Regions from separate parts of the Anas platyrhynchos genome. Here region 1 is linked to region 2. Evidence: chromatin contacts called from public Hi-C data. All regions are on one chromosome and are shown on one strand. The core of a region is the stretch at or near the end of the contact, and the rest is flanking DNA. Distances in the headings are between cores, read along the strand shown.

Region 1 (5,858 bases), core at 2,845-5,344, 120 kb after region 2:
GCTCAAACTGGCTACTGCCATTAAAGATAACAAAAATGATTTTATAAATACATCAACACAAAAAGGAAGACTAAGGAAAATGGGGGGAAACTAAATGCGGAGGGAAGCTTAGATACAAGAAATGAGGAAAAGGTGGAGGTTCATAATGCCTTCTTTACCTCAGTCTTTAGCAGCATGACCAGTTGTTCTCTGGATACCCAGTACCCTGAGCTGGTGGAAGGGGATGGGGAGCAGAATGTGGTCCTCACAATCCACAAGGAAATGGTTGGTGACCTGCTACAGCACTTAGATGTACACAAGTCGATGGGGCTGGATAGGATACACCCAAGGGTACTGAGAGAACTGGCAGAAGAGCTGGCCAAGCTGCTTTCCATCATTTATCAGCACTCCTGGCTATCAGGGGAGGTCCCAGTTGACTGGCGGCTAGCAAACATGACGTCCATCTAGAAGAAGGGCCAGAGGGTAGACCCGGGAAACTACAGGCCTGTCAGTTTGACCTCAGTACCAGGGAAGCTCATGGAGCAGATCCTCTTGGGAGTCATGACGCAGCACTTGCAGGGCAAGCAGGCGATCAGGCCCAGTCAGCATGGGTTTATGAAAGGCAGGTCCTGCTTGATGAACCTGATCTCCTTCTATGACAAAGTGACGCGCTGGGTGGACGAGGGAAAGGCTGTGGATGTGGTCTACCTTGACTTCAGCAAGGCTTTTGACACCGTTTCCCACAGCATTCTCCTCAAGATACTGGCTGCTTGTGGCTTGGACTGGCGTACGCTTCTTTGGGTTAGAAATGCCGGGCCCAAAGAGTTGTGGTGAATGGAGTTAAATCCAGCTGGAGGCCGGTCACTAGTGGCATTCCCCAGGGATCGGTACTGGGACCGGTCCTCTTTAATATCTTTATCGATGATCTGGATGATCTGGAATCGAGTGCACCCACAGTAAGTTTGCAGACACCAAGTTAGGTGCATGTGTCGATCTGCTCAAGGGTAGGAAGGCTCTGCAGGAGGATCTGGATAGGCTGCACTGATGGGCTGAGGTCAACTGTATGAAGTTCAACAAGGCCAAGTGCCGGGTCCTGCACCTGGGGTGCAATAACCCCAAGCAGAGCTACAGGCTGGGAGATAAGTGGTTGGAAAGCTGCCAGGCAGAGAAGGACCTGGGAGTATTGGTTGATAGTCAGCTGAATATGAGCCAGCAGTGTGCTCAGGTGGCCAAGAAGGCCAACGGCATCCTGGCTTGTATCAGAAACAGTGTGACCAGCAGGGCTAGGGAAGAGATCGTCCCCCTGTACTCGGCTCTGGTGAGGCCACACCTCGAGGATTTTTTTCAGTTTTGGGCCCCTCACTACAAGAAGGACATCGAGGTGCTCGAGCAAGTCCAGAGAAGGGCAACGAAGATGGTGAGGGGTCTGGAGAACAAATGTTATGAGGAACGGCTGAGGGAGCTGGGCTTGTTCAGCCTGGAGAAGAGAAGGCTCAGGAGCAACATTATTGCTCTCTACAGGTACATTAAAGGAGGCTGTAGCGAGGTAGCAGTTGGTCTATTCTCCCACATGCCTGGTGACAGGATGAGAGGGAATGGGCTAAAGTTGCACCAGGGGAGGTTTAGGTTGGATATTAGGATTTACTGAAAGGGTTGTTAGGCGCTGGAATAGGCTGCCCAGGGAAGTGGTTGAGTCACCATCCCTGGAGGTCTTTAAAAGATGTTTAGATGTACAGCTCAGTGATATGGTTTAGCAGAGGACTGGTTAATGTTAGGTCAGAGGTTGGACTAGGTGATCTTGGAGGTCTCTTCCAACCTAGACAATCCTGTTATTCTGTAAAATTCTCCCATTTTTTAATTAATTTCTCATCTAAATCAAAATGAAAATATACCAGATATTGGGTATGCCTTAATAGGCCTCTGCTGCAAGTTGCACAAAACAGCTCGACCATGGAACAAAACAGGAAGGGAATTCTAAGTCATGCTGTGCCCTTGCTGCAGCCCCCAGGTGTCCAGGAGCCCCCCAGCCCTGTTGGTGACAACTCCCTGACCAGGGGAGCCAACCCCTCTGCAACACTAAAATGCAACCTATTGCACCTCGGCTGCTGCCAGATGAGAGGAAGCTTATTGAAGAAAGATTTTGTTAAAAGCAATAGCGAAGTAAAAATTATAGACATTCTTCATCCCTGTGCAATGGGAACACCACCATAGTTAAGGCTGAATTACAATTTGCATTCAAAAGTAGGGTGAAATTACTCTACTGCACATTTCAGTGAATGAAATTAATCTCATGAATTAGCATATGTTGCTGTGAGACAATTTCCAGTTTCAGAGGAAGCAGAATCTTGTGTGTACAGCTTTAAAAATAAAATCTCTCCTCTCCTCTCCAGATCCCCTCAAATGTCCCTCCCTTAAAACTTTGCCTTCCTTCCCAACACACCACCAGGGAGTCCTGCCCAGGGGGAAGCCCAGACCCCAGCTGCAACATGGGAATACTGTGAAGCTTCTAAACTTTTCTCTCTTTTTTTTTTTTTCTTTTTTTTTTTTTTCTGAACAGTCTTCACAGGATGATTATGGGACACTTGCTCGGGTTTCAATTTCACTGTTAATTACACACATTAGAGCTGTGTCTATTTAGCACCCTCCCAGGAAACATCACTGTCATTGATTTAAAGATGCTTCCAGCACAGGCAGGATTTTTCTCCCTTTGCATTGAGATTAGACCCTGTTGCTGGCCGGACTCTCTGAAGGGAAAACTCACCCATGTGCTGTCAGAGCCCCCAGAGTATTTTCCATAACTTCACTAAATGACAAATCACCTGCAGTAACTACGACATTTTCAGTCACCTAAAAAAAGGGTGCTGGCATGGTCCGTCAGGGCTGCAAAACTGAACTTGGTCTCACATAGACAAGCTTTCTCACAGGGCACCTGTACTTCCTGATCCTCCTTCAAATACAAATAAAATACCTTATTGTTACCACTAAAAATTCAGCACCTAGACTGTTTAAGCCACCAAACCTATTGCAAACAAAGTGCTAACACATTTTAAAGCAATGAGTCAAGCACAGTATCTAACAATGAGGTCATTACGCCGTTCCTGGCAAATGCTGTAGAAGGATGAAATTACACCTGTGACAAGGGACATCATTTGATCTGAATATCAGCTCTATTAAACAGAATACAGTGACTGCATCGGCTCCACCCCACCACCTGACAGCATGCTGAGGAAACTGTTTTGTACGGTCAGCAGGTAAAACCAGAGCAGGATAATTCTCCTTGCACTGCCTTCCCAGGAAGCTGCAGAAGTAACAGGCATTTACAGGGAAATTTAACTGAAACCGTGGTGATTTGTTCTGTGAGAATCTTCCTTTCCTCATGGTAGCTGCTTGGGGTCTCTTTTCAGTTTCACATTAAGAAAATGATTATTCAGAAAATAGCATAATACAGAACCCACTGTGCAAACAGGAACTTCTGAAGGAGAAAACCTTTATTATCAAAGAACATGCAATTTAGTATACAGTGAACAGATAGGAAAATGTGACAGCAAGAGAATTAAGAATAGTTCTCACAGGATGAAGCCAGCTGTAGCACCAACATGAGCTGACTGTGCAACCACCAGAGAACCTCACGATGCTTCCAGCAGGCCGTGCACATCCTCTGCTGTCTGCAGAGGAAGCAGTGCAGCAGTTTTTGGCAGGATAAGCTGGGCAGATCTGAAGTTAACCCTGATTTCTTTACCCTTTGCTAAAGTTTCTCTAAGGCTATGCAAAGCCACACTGCTAAGGGGTAGTTCAGAGGGCTGTCTGTTACATAGCACTCCCTAAATTGAGCTTCACCATCTCAAGAGAAGCTGGGATCTCTTTCTAGAGCTCTCTCTGCCTCACCTCGTTGCCATCCCTCGTCCCCTCCCAGCTCTTACTGCACCCCCAGCCTGCCCGTTGGCAGGACAGAGCAAAAGGCTGAGATGTCCTTGGCTTAGTATAAGCACTGCTCTGCAACAATTAAAACATCGGGGTGTTATCAGCACTCTTCTCATCCTAAGCCAAAACACAGCATTCCACCAGCTACTAGGAAGAAAATTAATTCTGTTCTAACTGAAACCAGGACACCATCTCCAGGGCATCTCTAGACCTTTCAAAACCCCATGCCAGCCTCAGCCTCAGCTGGTGGCCCCACTCTACATTCCATAGGTTGATCTCAGGCCATTCTGTAGCCAGACCACAGACAACTTTGGCAAGAGAACACTTTTACAGGCAGCACCATCAGCCATCACTGGCCTCACGATGCAGTAGATCCCTCAGACCCTAGCCACCCCAGAGCAGTGCATGGGGACCAGCAAATCCATGGCAGTAGAGTTCAGTGGGGTGAGCCTCATTGCCCTTCCAGAGGAGCAGGCAAAGAGCAGGAAGGTTAATTAGTTCATGCTTTTAATTAATGTGCCCTTCCTAAGAGATGCAATCCCAAAGTCTTGCTTATTGACAGGGTAAATTTATTACATGTTGAATGGGCAGCATATGCTCTCCCAACCTGCACTCCCAACCTGCTGTGCCCATGTGCACACAGCGCTCTGGTGAGCTGTGGCTCACTGGCAGGAAGAATCTTGGTGGCCAAGTGTGGCCTCCCGTCCCCTCTTCAGACTGACCATCAGCCTCATCAGTCTCAGACGGGCTCCTCTACTCAGAGCACAATGGGCTCTGCATGTCTGTGTGTGTGTGGATTGCTGGGGTTGTTGGAAGCGCCCATGTTCGAGCCCGTCACCTTTTCTTTCTTGCTGCAGTCTCTTTGGCAAAGGAGGGAAGGAGTTGTCCATTGCCACAGGAGAGCTCCAACCTCAGGAAGTCCTGCCGTGGGGCAGGAGCTGACTCACTTGCCCCTCTGTGCTGCCCACACTGGTACTGCTCATGCCGCCGTCCACCTTCCCAAAGCACGGGCTCTGCCTTAACGTAAAGCATGAGAGGTGGCTCACTGAACATAAAGAGATGCCTGTGGCTTTGGAATCAATCCCTTGGTCCATGTCTGCAGGACCAGGTTTCTGGTTTACAGTCAGCACAGTGAGGAGGCAGGTGCTCAAATCCTCTGAGGCTTGTACCACAAAATAGCAGAGTTTAGCCCCAGAAATTAGTGGCTGTCCACCATGAAGTGTCTGCCATGCTTCCTGGAGACTGAGGTATTTATTGCAGTTGCTTACAGGCAAGCCAGTGAGGCACAAGATCTGTGTTTTAGCACAGGGCAGCTGCTCCTTAACATCACCAACAGAGGTCAGAAATTCAGTGTCAGGTAGAGCGAGATTTCTGTTTCTTCCTTGCTGTGTGAGGGGGAGGAGGGGAGAAAGAAAAGGTGAGGGAATCAGACCTGAATGTTTCCAGCAATAATTAATAGCACATCTCAGCACACACAGAGGGGTCTGTGGCATCCATGCAGAGGAGCTTGTTTGAGACGGAAAGCTGGCCTCGGAGGCTGTTGAATCGGCTGGGAATATTGATGTGATTAACAACGATTTGATTTGGAAATCAATGCAAGGAAAATTGTTTGCTTGCTTTGTCCAATTTAGTCCATGAAACACTGGCTTCAATACAGGGAGAAATTCAGCCGAAGCAGGAAGGGGCTTTTGAGGAGGGGTGGAATGAGGAGTGTTTGCTATTTTGTCAGACATCCGTCTAGATTCTATATGGTGAAAACTTGAGCATTCAATCAAATGTTTTATATGTGTCTGTAATAACCAAACAAAGAAACAGCTGACAGCTCATGATCATTTAAAGATGGAGCGATTTCTATTTAGCAATCTTGTGACTGCATTTTCTGTATCTACGTGCAAGGCTTCCTAATCATTATGTGGTTTTTGTTGCAATTTGGCTGCAAATGAAACCCTGTGAATTTA
Region 2 (5,596 bases), core at 1,003-3,502:
CTGTAACTCTGAAACATCCTTATTTGCAGCCTCTCTAAACTGATCAGTCTGTCTTTAAACCTGTTACTTTTTTGTTAAGTGCCTTTTTCTAGCTGCACCTGTAAAACTGTGATTATGTTTTTCAGATTATTGTAATGAGGGAGCTTGAGGACAGTCATGCCAGATAACAAGAAAAGAATGTATTTTTTGCAGGAGGATGAACAGTGTCCATATGACATAAATCTACTGAGACACAAACCTTCATGTCAGAAAAACAAAGGAGCATCACTGCTGTCATCTTCCTTCCTACCTAAGCACATGCAATGGGGTTTTTGCTTAAAAAAAAAAAAAAAAAAAAAAAAGGCTGTTAGTGAGCCTTGTATTAACACATTTCAGATGAATATATATATATATATGTATGTGCAACACAGGAGCACAGATGAATACATCAACAGATGACCACAAAAATGAAGTGGCAACTGCTTGGAAGGCTATCCTGTTTGCAAGTTTGCTTTTATTGATCTGAAGTACCTTTTTCCTCTGATCTGTATCTGGAGAGCTTGAGTACTAAAGGGAGCACAGATTTCACAGAGAAAATAGGAAAAGGTCAGGAAAGCTGTTGCCATTCTGTATGTTAGTTTCTCATATCTGCTGGTTTCTGAAATTATTGGAGAAAACAGAATGGAGTAAATTCTGAATAATCCCTAACAGGCCATCAGTTCTCTGCTGAGTGTAACCTAGAAAAACTTCTGGGAACCCAGCCTCTTTCCTTTAACTTTTTTCTAAGCATATTTGGCCTGGTCTCTGGTGGATGGTGGTGACTGACTAAGGGGTTACAAATCTTTTCAGAAAAACTCTCTTCCTTGGGAAGCTAGCAGACTGTCAGGACCTTGTTTTAGACTCCATTCTGGGCTCTTTTGAAAATCTGCCTGGTTTCTCAGCAAGAGTGACATGTTGCCAAGAACACTTGAAAACACAGCCTCAGCTATAGGTTGCTGGTCTCCTCAAATACCTGGCTCTGCTGAAACCTGATTCACTACAACCAGTACAGCAGCCAAAGATAGGCCTTGAGATGCCCTGTGAGCTTCTCAAGCAGCTGTGAGGCTGACCTATGACATCTGGAGCTCATCCCCAGCACAGACTTCCGTCCGTGCCAAATGATGCTGCCATTTGGTGACCCAGTTCCCTAGGTTTGTAAACAAGAGCTTCTGTGCAGTCATGCTTACTGAGTGACGAGTGACCTAAGCAATATTTGACCCCTAGGGCTCTAGATAGCAATAATATAGTGTTTTGTCCAGGGGCATTGATGGGGGGGGGGGGGGAGGGGGGGAAGGAGAGGAAGAAAAAAAGAAAAAGAAAAAGCTGCAAACAAAAACCAGAAATAACTGGAAAGTTTATCTTGCATTGCTACCAGCAATCCTTTGTTGTGTTTCAAACACATTGCTTGGCTGCAAGCCCTTCTTTCCATTTGAAAGCCCACAGAAAACATCTAAAATGTTTAGCCTGACTTCTGTGACAGTCTTGGCTGCTAAATGAATATATTACTTTGCAATCAGAAGTCTGAAAAATGAAAATATCATATAATGTTTTGCTTCCTTCCACTTAGCCTGTCCTTTAAATAAAATCTAATAATAAATGACAGCTGGGATGATTGATACAGAAAAACACATAAGAAAGTTTTCTACATGTATTTTTTTTTCTTTCAGTGGCATGGACACTGCTGGTATTAGTGGACTTGATAGCAGTCCTTCCAGGCAAACAACATAACATAACTGCTTTATGATGTTTTGCTGTCTTTAAACTTGGTCTGCCCTCATAGTTTTCAAATGTGGGCTTCCTTCAAAGAATAAAATAAATCATTTCAATCAGAGAGATGGTGGACAGTGAGGAGATGGTGGTGCCTGGTTTCTGCTCAACTAGCTGGAATTGTCCAAGGAGCAAGGGAAAAGATTTCTGCCAGAAAATGACAAATGTACTGCTGCTGTAGTTCAAATAATTTATCTAATTTATCTAATATTCATGAATTTATCTGTGGTTCTTGTTTGCTGACAGTCAAATAACAGCTTAAAAAACTTCAAACTATTTACTGTGCACTTATTGGGGAGAGGGCCGGGGAGGGTTAACTTCATTTTTAATCCTTATCCTTACTATGATCTCATAGGAACAGCTCACAACTGTAATACAGCTTAGAGCACTTATGCTGTAAGGCTCCCCTCAAGCTCCCCTTACAGCTTTGGCATCTCTCTTGCAACACTTACCCAAAGCTCTCTGCTAAAGGTGGATGCCGTTGGTGTGACTGGAACTCCTCTAATCTTCTCTCATCAGGCCTGGACTCATTAGTCACCATTACAGGACCACAAAAATGTGGTACAACAGAAGAAGGTTCAGCCTCAAAATGTAGTCTTGACTTTTCTGACTGATTTTTTTCCAGTTTTGTCAGACCTGCACTCTACGTCAATCTGATTCTGATTGTATCCTGATCTGAGTATATAGTTTGAGATCTGTTGTATCCATTACCTGAGCTTTAGATTAAACTCAGAATTAAAAATTTAGCAGCCTCCTGCAAAAAGCTTTTTAGTTAATTAAAATGAAAATGGTGTCAAATGAGTTGCACTAAAGACATTTCTGCAGCTAATTTCTGAATGAAAAGAAATATACTTCCCTGGATGTTAATTTTTTACTGCATAATTCCTTGAATCCACCTAAACTGTGCTGAATCATTATGCTATAGCTTAACTACTTTGTGTTGGAAATAACCTAGGTGTTCCGTTTCTGATGTGGTAGCTAATTAAAGACATTCTGTCAAGGTTGACAGGCCTAAAATGTGTGTTGCACTGATAATTAAAAAGAAGAGCACCCTACCCATAATAAACTAGAGTCATGTTGCAATCTGGCTACAGAAATGTTTGCCCTGTAATCTGTGCTTCTCTGAAGCATGGAATGGATTCTCAATGCAGAGAGAGAAGTACCTTATTTTTCCTCATCTACTTTTTCTACTTTGTCCAATTTTCTTTCACTCTAGTAAAAGTGCCTATAAGAGGATAACTTTCAGTTCATGCCCACCTCTCCCAGATCAGCCATATTTTGCAGTTTATGTTGTGTGTAACTAGCTTTGTTGTTTGAGGCAGAGAGGGCAATGTGTTGTTGGGGACATTTCTAAATATGTTCATCAGTGTCATCTCCGGACATTTATAGTGCTACAGTGATAGTCAAGGGTGCTACTTTTCCAAGGTTTTCTTGATATTTAAGAAATTGTTTTTTGTCTTTTGTACATTTGCACTTCCTAAACATACGTTTAATTTAAAACATTTTGCTGGTAGGCTTATTTCCCTAGACAGCTTAGATAATTAGAAGAGAAAGGCTTCTTGTATAGATTCTCTCAAATCAGCCTTTGCAGAACTCTCACCTTTCCTTTTAGCTAAAGGAAGATTAGAATCTGAGTTTAGGTATTTTGGCTGTATCTCCCTAGAGCTATTACAGTCACAGACAAGAATCACTATCCTTGTCAGATCTCTGGTTTGCAAGTCTTTGAATGTCTTAAATGTAAGTACAGCCTCTGTCATTGGAAATATGCAGAGCTTGTGTGGACGAGGCCCTGAGTAACCTAGAATCATAGAATCATTGAATATCCTGAGTTGGAAGGGACCCTTAAGGATCATCAAGTCCAACTCTTGACACCGCACAGGTCTACCCAAAAGTTCAGACCATGTGACTAAGTGCACAGTCCAATCTCTTCTTAAATTCAGTCAGGCTCGGTGCAGTGACCACTTCCCTGGGGAGCCTGTTCCAGTGTGCAACCACTCTCTCTGTGAAGAACCCCCTCCTGATGTCAAGCCTAAACTTCCCCTGCCTCAGCTAACCTGATTTAACTCTGAAGTTGGCCCTGCTCTTCAGTGTGGGGTTTGGACCTTAAGGGGTCCTGTCCAATCTAAATTATTCCGTGAGTCTAAAAGTGAAAGCATAACCTTGCAAGAGATTCCAAAATTTTACTCTCTCAATTCAGACCCAGCTCATCCAATGAAAATGAAGGACATACAGAACGAATCATACAGATCTTATATGTTTATAAATGAAGTGATTAGGAATCTCATCTAGTCATAAGAAAAGTGCTCCAAGTGTATTGTACCTTTTCTCTTATGAATCTCTGTTTTTCACAGAGCAGTCTTCAAACTCTAACCATTCCTTGAAAGATAAGATATTGAGAAAGCAGCAGAAATCACTTATGCTGTGTCTAGTAAGTCAGTAGGGAAAACAGGACCTGGGGAGGGTTTTACTTGCTGCACTTTCTACTATGTTGTTCTCTTCAAAATAGTGCTTGAAGAGACTGGGTGAAAAGAACATCACTGAGTACAACACTAACTAGGTGAAGTGATCTGGATGGACTCTAAGGGCTTCTTTCCAACTCATCATGCTAGTATGGATAATATGCTTGTCTTCTGAAGTGAATAGCAGCATGGAAAATCCGGTGGTAGCAGGAAAACAGAATGTGAGCATGTGCCCAGAGGATTGTAGATGGCCTGTTAAGTGCAGAGAATGTAGCTTCAAGTGTGTCTTGTTGAAAAGATCCAATTCAGTTGGCACTTGTTTCCAGCTTCAGCAGCATGTCTGGAAACAGAAAGCTACTGTGAGCCAAAGCACAGATATAGGCTGATCAGAACAGAGAGGGGAAAGTACCCTGTCAGTCTGCTGGAGCTGTGTGAGGTTCCCCAGGGGCTATATAAATAAAGGAGCTGTCTGGGCGGGAGGCTTGAAAGGAAGCCAGATGGCTGCAGTTGCTTGCGAGAAGGTTGATATGCCAAATAACTTTTTACATATCTAATGCGTGAAAAAGGTTTTGCCCTTGACTTCAAAGTAGCAGAGAGTTTGTCATGATGCCTGATGCTTCTCTGTCTTTCTTCTTCCCAGACAGCAGGGTTTGCTATAACCATCCTACAAATAGCTCATGAGGTACCTAGTGGTTAATCTGTGATCTGCCTAGCAATTACTGCTGTTGTAAACTGTGGTGATGCAGTGTTACTGAGATTGGCAGCAAATGCAGAGTTTAGAGACTTGTGTGTATCTGGCTGAATTCCAAATGGATAATTACATTCTGCCTACCTAAAACCCCCCTTATGACTTCTCAAAATCCCTTGCTCAAAGCTGTTATTATAATGTTGCTATTGGCTCTTAATTGGTGACTACTTTCTACTCTACAGGAGACAGTATTTCAGTGACAAGTGAGGTGACCTGCTATGTACTGCAGTTTCCCCATCATAAATCTATGTGGAAAAAATATATTTTTTCACGCACCCCTCATCCCAGCTGCTCTCTCTCCAATGATACATTTCTGCAAACAGTACTTGTACTCACCTCCAGTTTACCTAGAAATATCCCCTTATCAGAGATTTACTACCATACCATACAGTTACTTTGGGAAATAATTCTGTTACTTTATTATTATTATTATTATTATTATTATTATTATTATTATTATTATTATTATTATTATTATTTCACTGTGCACAAGGCATCACTGACCTGTGTCCTTTGTGGTTAAAGTGACCTGAAACTCAGCAATGAGAAGAGGTGATTCAAGAGCTGCAGACCCCCTGGAGAAGTTACCACGCATCCAGAATTT

Evidence for each region. Hi-C and Micro-C count contacts between places; a contact is called where the count stands out from the background.
Region 1: a contact with region 2 is called in a Hi-C map of F1 follicle, with 2.4 times the contacts expected there. The contact joins two enhancer-like sites. A contact is called at or near these places in 2 of 8 Hi-C or Micro-C datasets (F1 follicle and liver).

What each region holds. Positions count from the first base shown.
Region 1 is chr14:19,625,692-19,631,549 of IASCAAS_PekinDuck_T2T, forward strand. All of the region lies in intron 3 of LOC110352617 (a long non-coding RNA gene), which reads right to left. Among named protein-coding and RNA genes, the nearest start is that of PTTG1, 45 kb to the right of the region's middle. Within about 2 kb of position 4,095, at least 2 of the 8 cell types and tissues checked have an H3K27ac peak or open chromatin away from gene starts, as enhancers often do.
Region 2 is chr14:19,510,124-19,515,719 of IASCAAS_PekinDuck_T2T, forward strand. No RefSeq gene overlaps it. Among named protein-coding and RNA genes, the nearest start is that of ATP10B, 20 kb to the right of the region's middle. Within about 2 kb of position 2,253, at least 2 of the 8 cell types and tissues checked have an H3K27ac peak or open chromatin away from gene starts, as enhancers often do.